Regions from separate parts of the Anas platyrhynchos genome. Here region 2 is linked to region 1. Evidence: chromatin contacts called from public Hi-C data. All regions are on one chromosome and are shown on one strand. Each heading gives the region's core, a stretch centred on a gene start, on an enhancer-like site or on the middle of the called end of the contact. The rest is flanking DNA. Distances are from core to core; before and after follow the strand shown.

Region 1 (5,112 bases), core at 1,817-4,316:
GGCCAGAGACACCCTCTCCTGGTGCGTCGGCCTCCCACCCACAGCATGGTGGCCCCACAGCACACCCCTATGGCTCTCACACCGGCCCCTCTTCAGTAAGGGCTGCTCCAGGCCTGTGTGATGTCCTCCTGCCCAGGAACGGCTTCCTACGGAGCCAGGCCTCAGCACGCAGAGCATGAGGAGCAACAGCAGGTCATCTGCGGGACACGGATGACACCTGATGGGAAGAGACCTTGGTGGCACCACCCCTGCAGCTGCACACAGCTTCACGCGGAGGCTGCGAGGGGAAATTTGCCTTGCAATTAGAGGCACCGAAAGCAGGAGGCCCCTTCCAGCGGCCATCAGCTGCCCCCAGCCCCGCCAGCACCAGGCAAGGGCTGCCACTCCTCCCTGGCAGGGCTGGAGGCCGCTGACCATTTCTCTGCTGGTTATTAGATTGTTCACGGCTCTCAGGTTTGTTTGAATAAGCTCTTTTGTCCTATAGAGCTTTCCCACGTCCCTTCAGTCGCTAGGCAGTCGCGTGTCCCAAGTCAAAGAGGAGCCGTGGCCACAAATTCCTAAAGAAACTTTTTTCAGAGCAAGACATCTGCGTTGAAGGGAATCTGCCAACATCTGCCACACTTTCCCCATTTTCAAGAGCCTTTATTTCCATCTTAAAAAGTGCAGGAACAGATGTTAAAAGTTGTTTTCTTTCTCCAGGGTGTGAAATGTAGACAAATAGCAAAAAAGAAAACTCCAAGCAGCACCGAGCCCTTTCTCTTCCCTTTTTTTGGAAAGCTCGGGAAAAAAGGGAGGCTTTGTTTACTAAGGAGAATCCCCTTTTCAGTGAAACCTGGCAGTGCGCAATGCAAAAGTAAAGCAGGAATTTGCAAAAAGCTTCCTTTAATGCTCTGTGCTCATTTGCATTTGCCTGTTTGGTCCATACAATCCCGAGCACAGATGTCGTGCTTCCCCCTGAAAGGCAGGGCAGCTCTCCCGCCTGTGCACCCCCTTTGCTTTGAAAATAAAGGGTTTTGCTCTGAATGAGAGGTGTAAAATAACCGTTTACAGCAAAAGCTGCTCTTCTTTTTCAGTGAAATGCTGTCTTACAAATGAACCTTGAAATGAGCTCACCAAGAGCAGAGGCCGGCAGGGCAGTGAGCGCTCTGCAAGCAAGGGGATCCCCAGAGTCTTGGGGCTCAGCTGGGGCTCTGGGGCTGGGCACCGGGGGCCATCAAGCTGCTCCCCGCCGTCCCCAGCACCTCCCCTCAAACACACACAGCCTGTGCTTGTTTCAACGCACCAGTGCAGCCCCTTGCAAAACAGCCCTGAGGAGCCAGATGCATCTTTAAAGTCGCTGCCAGCCCCAGCCATTCCATGAAGGCAGGTCACCAGCATTGGGGCTGGGGCAGAAGGGGGCCCCAGGCAGAGGGGGGAGGTTTGAGAATGGCTATGAGGGGACACACAGCCCACAACTTCGCACTCCCAACCCTCCTTGCCAGTCTCTGGAGAGTGGAAAATCCTCCAGTTTTCTGTGGAGCGGACAGATCTGATATAAGGCGCCCATCCCTGCTCCTGTGCTGCATCACCATCACTTGGCACGAAGGACAAACTGTCCCCTCCCATGTCCTCCTCTCCCTGAGAAACAAACTCCATCCCATCTCAGGCTCTCCCTCGTGCACCCTTGCCAAGTAGGGCACTTATAAAACCAAGCAACTGCACCCAGTGCCTGCATTTGACTAACAACCCCTGCCTGCAAGATACCACGTCTGGGGACATGTTTTCATCAGGAGCCCAGGCAGCAGTGCGTGCAGACACACTGCAGTTATGTTTGCATTCACACACATACAAACATACACCCACACAGTGTTTAAGCAAGGGACGTGATGTCCTTGCTTTTATTCCTGGGGTACATCACCACCTACGGTTGAAGGGGTGGAGTGAGGGCTCTGCAGCTGCAGCGCTGTGCCGGGCGATGGGAAATCCCAAGAGCAGCTCGTGGTGGCTTTTGGTGCTTCTGAACCACTCGAGCTTCTTCCTGTCCATTTAAATAAGGTGGCACATTCAACACCACCCTAAAGGGCTTCACCTCCGTGACTCAACAGGACACTGCCAGATCCTGCTCATTAGCAAAGCAACTGTCAGAAAGCAAAAGCACAGTCATGAAAGATGCCTTCATACTCCCCCTCAAAACCAGACAGAAGTGAGGAAGCATAAAGGCACATTCTCATCCTGTGCCAAGTCTGCTTTGAAGGCCCATGTGCTTCCGCACTAGCATTTCAGAGGATTAGAAACAAACAAAAACACCCTCCCCCCCAAAGCACCCCAGACTCCTGGCAGCATGAAAGGGGGAAAAAAGCAAACAAGTAAAAGTCCCACAGAATTAGCAGGACCGAACTCACCTCTAGGTTTGCTTGCATGTGCAATTGTCTGTAAGTTTAATATTAAATACTACACGGCAGTCAAAAATTAGAAGAGCTTCGTATTTCTTACATCTAGCTGCGTACAGCAGAGAATTTGGGTTCTCAAGAGGCAAATGAAGTGCTTTCCCTAGAGGATTTTTTGATGAATACAATGTTTCTGTAGCTGTCTGCTGTCAACAGTTTTTAATCGATCGTCGTTGCCTTGCAATAACAACTCCCAGGAGCAGGAACTGGTCGATCAAGCACTCTATTATTAAATTAAGAGGCTGCTTCAAAGATTTAAAGTGATTGAGGCTCAGGTTAGCAGGTAAAAAGCAGCACTGGCTCAAGGAGATGCAGGGAAAAGAAAGACCCATGGGAGGCATTTTCCCAGGTGTAACTCGACTGGTTCCCAGCTATTGTTTTCCTCCCTGGGAATCTGTGCAAATTGAGCAAGGAGCCACGCAAGCTGCTCAGAGCGCGCCCATTTTGCTTCCCTCCTTCCTTAACAAAAGATCCCTACAAAGCAAAGCTTTGGAGGCTGGACATCTGTCGCCGTTTGGGGGGGCCGGCGTGGTCATTGAAAAGATGCAGTGACCTGTCAGCTTTGATTGATGGCCACAAACCTCTGGGCTCGACCCCTCGTGTGGGAAAAGAAGTCCCGCCAAGGCAAGGCCCCTTTCACATGCTAATTCTGGGTTATAAATACAGCAGAGGAGCAGAGGAGAGGCAGAGAGCCTGTAGGGACAGGGAGCGACCTACTGCCCGAGTGCCTCCTCCACGTCCCTGTCCTCACAGCGTGCCAGGGCGGCCAGGCTGGATTACAATGACTGCCGCAGCCACAGCCGGCGGCGTGCACAAGCTCTCCAGCACCAAGGAGGAAAGGAAGGTAGGTCCCAGGGGAAGCCCACGCGCGGATGGACGCTGGAACTCGGCAGGTGAACGATGGGGGCTACGGACTTCTAGGAAAGAGAAACACAACATTTGCATCCTCTTATTATACAGATGCTTTCTCTGAATTTAACCCACGTGGGTGTTGGTGTTTTTCTTCTGCTTCCTTTCTCTGCCTTAGAAAGGTTTCTGTCTTTTGGTTTCAGTTGGGTAAGCTGTGGTTAATAGGAGTGTAAGTAAGAGAATTCAGACCTAGCACGGCCCAAAGGACAGGCCCTTACCAGAGCTAGAGACCAGAGCTCCCCATCTGTAACTTGCCGAGTGCCGCATCGCTGCGCGCTGGTTTCGCGCAGAGATTTGACCTTCCTGGCTCCAGGGAAGCCCACACAGCCCTGTTAGGCCCTCGCTCCACTGCAGCAGAGAGGTGAAAAAGAAATCATCTGCAATTCTTCCTCCTCCTCCTTTTCTCTTCCTTGCCAGCTAAGGAAGCCTCTCATTGAGCGGAAGCGAAGGGAAAGGATCAATAACTGCTTGGACCAACTGAAAGAGACCGTTGTGGGTGCGTTTCACCTGGATGTAAGTGCTCACTTTTACACAGATTTTGTCCTGCTGATGGGGATTGTTTGGCTTTTGGGGGGACAGGCAGGGGGCTTTGTCTTCTGGGAAACTTGGCATTGCACAAATACATCGTGGCCTCTCAGCTGCTGAACTCTCTCTTTATTAGCAGTCTAAACTCGAAAAAGCAGACATCCTCGAAATGACAGTCAAACACCTTCAGAACATCCAAAACAGCAAGTTGATGGGTAAGTGCACCTTCCCTACAGCCCCTGATGCTCAGGGCAGCCCTGGGGGTGTCAGGAGAGCACAGCTCCAAGCCTTTAGCTGGCAGCTTGGCAAAAGCCTCCTTCAAACCTGTTGAGGCCCGAGTTGAGGTCTGGGCTTGGCTTTCACCACTAGATGGGGAGATGGAGCTGAACACTTGGTAACCCACGGAAGCTTTTTCTTCCAGTGCCGGTTTCTCCTTTTGTTCTTTTTTGGCTCTGCTTGCTGGTGGGCAGCAGGATGCTGGGGCGGCCTGGCCAGGCAGCTCATTCTCCGCACCACCTCCCCCTGAACCTTGCAAAGCACTAACATATCATAAAGCCCAAGCGATTTAAATCAGGCTGAAAACGGGGCAGGAAGCAATCTACCTACTCTACTCCAGGAGCCAGTATCTTGGCCTTACAGAATACATTTTTCAGTGTCTCCCAGTGTCTTAAAAGGGCCCCAAAAGGCAGCTATAGACTGGCAGGGAAGCTCCCTGAGATATCCCTGTTCCAGTGGGAAACTCCAGCAGGACACCTGAGCCCTGTACCCCCTCCAGCCTGGACCCCACTGCTCTGACTTGCACCATTTGCAGAGCTTTTGCCTCACCCTGGGAGCAGCAGGGCCCTGACCTGCTGCAGCCCCCCTGCAATGATTTCAGCTGGAAGCTCAGTGTGGTTTCAGCAATAAGCCCCCACAGGGGCCAATGCAGACAGGACCGTATCAAATGTTTTTAAGTTGGACGTGCAGGTTTTACACACTTACCAACTCCAGTTGCCTTCTGTTCAATGCAGCTGATTCCAAAGTGGGCCTTGAAGCTCAGCAGAGGTACAGCACTGGATACATTCAGTGCATGCACGAGGTCCACAACCTTCTCCTCACCTGCGAGTGGATGGACAAGACACTTGGGGCCCGTCTGTTAAACCACCTGCTGAAATCTTTACCGAGGTCTGGTGAAGACACCTGCAAAGCAGCATTAAGATCTTCGAGCCCATCTCAGCAGCCTCTCTTGACGCCAAAAACCCCACTGGGCCCT
Region 2 (5,229 bases), core at 1,622-4,121, 120 kb after region 1:
TTCTGAGAGAGGGATGTTTTTCCTCAGACGAGACAAAATTCAACCTGAAGGGTAACAGGGAACTCACGTCCCATCAATGGAAAAAAACATGCACATCCAGTACACAGAAGGTATGGCCTATTCATGCATATATTTTATACACTGTGCTGGAGAAAGAGCCTCTTTCAGAAAGCCAATAATCCTAATGAGAAATCCTGTACAAACTCATAAATTGTAACAGAAACGTTAGATGGTACACCAGTCTCAGATTTGTTTCCTTTATCCACCAAACTTAAAATAAAATAAAACGTTTTGGTCAACTGAAATTTTCTTCATTACTTTTTCAAACCAAAACCTTCTAGGCATTTAATTTCATATCAGATTAAAAATAAATAAATAAATCTCAGCTGGTATTTAGTTAAGTTTTGTCTTCGTACAATGTATCATAGTAAAAATTTTGAACTATTTGAAAATGCTGAAACAAAATACTGTAAAAATTTCCTACCACTTCTCTCCTTTTTTGGCCAGAACTATTTATTGAATTTAACATGAATGCTGTGAACATTTGTTCATCCAAGACTGCATTTTTGTCAAATAAGTAAATGTTTGTCTAGCCTAAAAGCAAGCCTTAGAAAATAAGCTCTAGGATGCCTAGAGAAATTACAGGGGAAAACTCAGCAAAATACAGCTGGAATGCGGAATTCAGAGGACTGCAAATCATTTTAATAATGCCAAAAATTTGCTTTTAAGCAAAATCATGAGCTTTGAGTTTTGCTTTGGGATCTGAAGTGCTGTGCACCACAGCAGCTGGAGCAGAAGAGTAGCCGGAGCAATGTGGTGCTCTGCCCTGGTGTTTGCTGCCACCTACAGATGGCTTTCCCACAAGACATGAAAGAAAAACGACCAGGAAAGATCTAGTAGGGACGATCAGAGGAACGCTCAACAGATCAGACAGAGCCTTCTGTGCTGTAAGCCCCAGGGCCTTCACAGGACTGAAAGACCAGTAGTGTTTGTCTCCCTTGGCTAGTCACATGCTGTGATTTAATGATTAATTGTCCATTCCCTATTAAGCAATATCTGCTGGACATGCGATAGCCACTCAAAACTACCCCATACCAACCTCCACCTCCCTCTCAAACTGAAGCTGAAGAAAATGTGGATGCTAATTACCACCTGCATAATCCTCAAGTCCAAGAGCTACACATTCTCCTCTCCTACTGGGTGAGAGTTCCTGACAAAATGACTCCATTATGCTTCACAAGAACTTGCATGGGCTTCAGCGAGAATTACCAGACTGTGGAATATCTCAGACAGAAAGTGGGGGCTCACTGGAGCCATCTCCTTTGATGTGCTTGAAGAGCCCTATATGTCTGACCTGCATTACTCCTTTTAAGTAATGATGAGCAATTATTTTTCATTTTTTAGGGACAAATACTTTTACTGTAGCTCACATAAACAATTACAGCACCATTATGAAGTAATACGTTCAGTACCAGAAGTTTATTTCATTATTCTGACCCAAGACAGAAGCTGAAGTGTAATGCTCCTTTCCCTGCTGCAAGAGACACTCCATTAACATCAATGAAGTTACAGTGATGTGAAAATCAGTGATAATGAAAGAACCAGGCCTAGATATTTCTGCAGTCAGAGAATGTTCTTGTGATCAGCTCAAAGCATCAGCAAAAGAGAGGCCAGAAAGACCCTGGTTCAGGTTTCAGCAAAGAAAAGTTCTCAAAGAGACAAACCTCAATCTGACAGATGTATTTAATTCATCTTAAGAAAGGCATTTGAGTTGGATGTTGTGAGGTCTTTTACAGTATACCTAAAGCTTTTGAAAAGTGGCCTTTTTGCTGGTAAACAGCTATTTTCTATCTTTTATTTTACTGACTTTGAATAAAAGAATCACACAGGCCCTGGCCATTTCCACGTGGGCAGTAATTAAGTACTTAAGTCTTTGTAGGGGTTTAGCAAAACTCTGTACTAAGTAACCAGCACACAAATGTGCACAGTAAGTGTGCAAGGATGCTACAGCTGCTGCTGTACCCCTGTTACACTCAGGGTACACCCATGAGCAGCAGTATGCTCGGTCTCTCCCATTACCACGGCAGTTAGGTGGATGCTGGCATTACAGCCAAGGTGTCAGGGATTTTCTGTATACCACAAGAATTTAAGAATCCATGCTGGAACAGGCACATGTTCCTCCAGGACCATTCAGAAGGAGTGAGGACTTGTTAAAGATGTTGTTGTGATGTCATGTGTGGGTGCCTTTCTTTGGGGATAGATTCTGATGATTAATCGTTACAGCTCTGACTAATAAACACAGCCCTCACCTGTACAGCACTCATAGCTTGCATGTTATCTACAGGAGGCCAGAGGTTTGTCTCTATAAAACAGCCGGTGAGATTAGTATCCAAAATTTAGGAATGCAGGAACACGTTAAAAGAGCTGATTCACTATGACATCTCCTCCTAATGTGACTATCTGTGATGAATTCCTGAATCAGCACCGATGTCCATATTCATGCTGCGGAAGTGTTACCAGTACAAGAACGTTCACACTCAGAATACCTCCTGCACTGTCTGCCTCCTCAGAAATGCCATCCTTTGGAAAACCTCATTTCCTAGACCCACCATCTTCAGACAAGCAGGATCGCTAGTGAGGCAAGCATCTTAAAGAAACAGAAATCACAACACCAACCATTTGTTGTGAGCAACAAATCACGCAGAGCGACTTACCTCATCCACCCGGGCTTGTGTCTGCTGCAGCCGTTTGCTGCTTGCCACATTGGCAGGAGGTGGCCCTACAGCCCCAGCACTGGTGGCACCTTGGGTAGGAGGAGCTGGAGCAGACCTAGATCCAAAAGAGAGAACATAAAAAGTGACTGAATCCATCTTCACCTGTTCACTACTCTCTTCTGGAGCAAGTCAAAGGTTCATATCTCCTTTAAAAGGAGTTGTCCATTGTCTGACAGCCCTCCATTCCTGGATCACAGCCCTGATGTCCCACTCCATCCTACTCTGCAATTAGTTTGCATGCTATTTCTTGTTGGGTCCATATCAAACTCCTCCCCTCCCTTGCTGCCTCTTTAAAAAACAAGCAGTTCTGATCATCTACCCTAAGTTAGTCCAAGGACCAATCTGATCACGGGCCTGGCTAGCAGGGCAGAGCTTATATCCCACTAAGAAAACAGACTTTAGTCCAGGTATTTTGTGTTAATATTATGGGAGCAAGGGCTGCAAGCCTGTCTTCCTCTTCAGCATGCTGAAAGACGGGCTCCCCTGCTCCTTGATGTCGGGCTGGAACCTAACCAAGTAAAGATAAACAAAGGAGAAGAGAGAGAAACGGAGGAGGAAGTGGGGGCAAGAACCACACTGCATGGGGTTAGTCATCTCAGGCACTCAGCAATGTTTAAACACCCCACTGATGGCCATCAAATGCCCCCTCTGAGCAGCTGGCCAGGCTTCAACACCTGCCATGGACCCCAGATGAATATTTGCAGCAATGCTTTGAGCAGAGCCCTGATTTAAGCATCAGCTCCACTCTTAAGCATCAACATCAGTTTCCCCCAGGCTTGCTTTAAAATAACAGAAGACAGAGTGAAAGCCCCTCGAAATGCAACAGGGGATCAGGTCTATGCCAGTGCACGAGCTTGTGCAGGCACGTCACCTTGCTGGCCTGAACAGGGTCCGTCAGCCTCAGCCTGTCCTTCTTCACACCCTCACTTCCAGCATGTGAAACCTTCCCTTTCCTTTCAAGGGACCCCTGCCACCTCTTCCTGCAGGGAAATAAAACCCTTCCTGGAGCTGCAGAGGAAATCCCTTAAGCATGTGGACTGAAAAATATCAGAAATCCCACTCCTGCATTACCAATGCCTTCCCACATCGACAGACCGAGAGAACACAGTGTTTCTCTATGAATCATTCTCTTTTACACCCTGGGGTCTGATTAATGCTGCTGGAATTATGGCCCCATTAAGACACAGTCAAAGTGCCTAGAGGCACCTAAAGTTTGTTCCCTAGAGGTACCTAAAGCTGCAAAATTCAGTTTGACAGCACTGCCTGTGGGCTGAGATCCCTACAGATAACTGGGACCCTCACACCGACTCCCAGCGATGAAGCTGCTGTTAGCAGACCTGGAGCACTGCTGCATCTCACATTTCTTTTTTAAGCTGCAGGTGAGAATGGCATTGCCAAGCTGTAGTTGAAAGAAAAGAATTTGAGCTGTACAGAAATTGCTTACGCCTTGAGGACTTCACTGCCCCTATTAAAAACATAAAAGACCAGATGCTGTTGCCACCTGCAACAGAATGACATCACTGAAGGACCGTGGGCCGGGATCTCAGCAGAATTTATTCTGAGTTTATATGGTCATAACAAAGGATCAAAATCTGACCATAACGTATACGAGCCCAAATAACGCCAAACAAGATCACATCTGGAGCATTAGTAACTTCAAAAGCAATTCCTAGAACTATTCAGATCAGAACAACTGATCTAAAGTTGAAATTGTGAAATTTCTTTGCTGTCAAAGAAATAGACAGGCTTTTCCCCAGTCAACATAAGCAGGTATTTTTCTGGGGAAGCACTGTGTCATATTTCTCACTACTACAAATGTTAGCACAAGAGAGGACCTCTGTTACATACTGCCAGCATCCCGGAGACCAATTTTCATCTTTTTTTGTGTGTGTGTTTCCCTGGCTGTCCTTAAAATGATTTGGCATAAAGTAGACAGTTCCCAGTTTGTTTTCTCCCAGCTCCTTGCTGCCATCTCATTTAGTTTAACCTATTTTTCCTGGGGTTGCTCTGCTCCCTGCACAAGCAAGGAATGGTATCAGCAATGGTTGCTTTTACAGCTGCCTTTACGATCCGGCTACATGTAGCTACTCTAACTACCAGAGAGAGATGACAATCTTTATGCTAAGGTACAGCAAGCTTGTAATTAACAACCACATCTTAGTCAATTACGCAAAATCTAATACAGGAGCAGCCAGAGCTGGATGCTGCCTACAGAGCAGATGCACCCTTCCCCAACCTTTCGTCCCTGGAGTCGTGCTCTCTTTACAGAACACCAGCGCCTGCCTGACCCAGGGCTTTGGGGGTCAGAGCAGTGAGCAAGCAGAAGAGGCACAGCAGCCAGCAAGGGTTCCCAGCCATGCTGTAGGAAGGCAGCTAACGCCACCAGCGGGTCTTGCGGGTTAACAAGGCATAAGCCCTCTCACATGATTAGGCAGCACATAACATCCAAAAGAGG

Evidence for each region. Hi-C and Micro-C count contacts between places; a contact is called where the count stands out from the background.
Region 2: a Hi-C map of subcutaneous adipose tissue shows a contact between it and region 1, with 3 times the contacts expected there. The contact joins the enhancer-like site here to the promoter of LOC110354299 in region 1. A contact is called at or near these places in 3 of 8 Hi-C or Micro-C datasets (F1 follicle, liver and subcutaneous adipose tissue).

What each region holds. Positions count from the first base shown.
Region 1 is chr9:18,490,321-18,495,432 of IASCAAS_PekinDuck_T2T, forward strand. It overlaps LOC110354299 (transcription factor HES-4), which reads left to right and starts at 3,067. Exons shown (of 4, transcript XM_072042292.1): 1 at 3,067-3,270; 2 at 3,753-3,848; 3 at 4,000-4,075; 4 at 4,871-5,112. The coding sequence starts at 3,067.
Region 2 is chr9:18,611,405-18,616,633 of IASCAAS_PekinDuck_T2T, forward strand. LOC110354297 (vesicle-associated membrane protein 2) reads right to left here. Exons shown (of 5, transcript XM_038183750.2): 2 at 2,715-2,829. Among named protein-coding and RNA genes, the nearest start is that of PER2, 29 kb to the left of the region's middle. Within about 2 kb of position 2,872, at least 1 of the 8 cell types and tissues checked has an H3K27ac peak or open chromatin away from gene starts, as enhancers often do.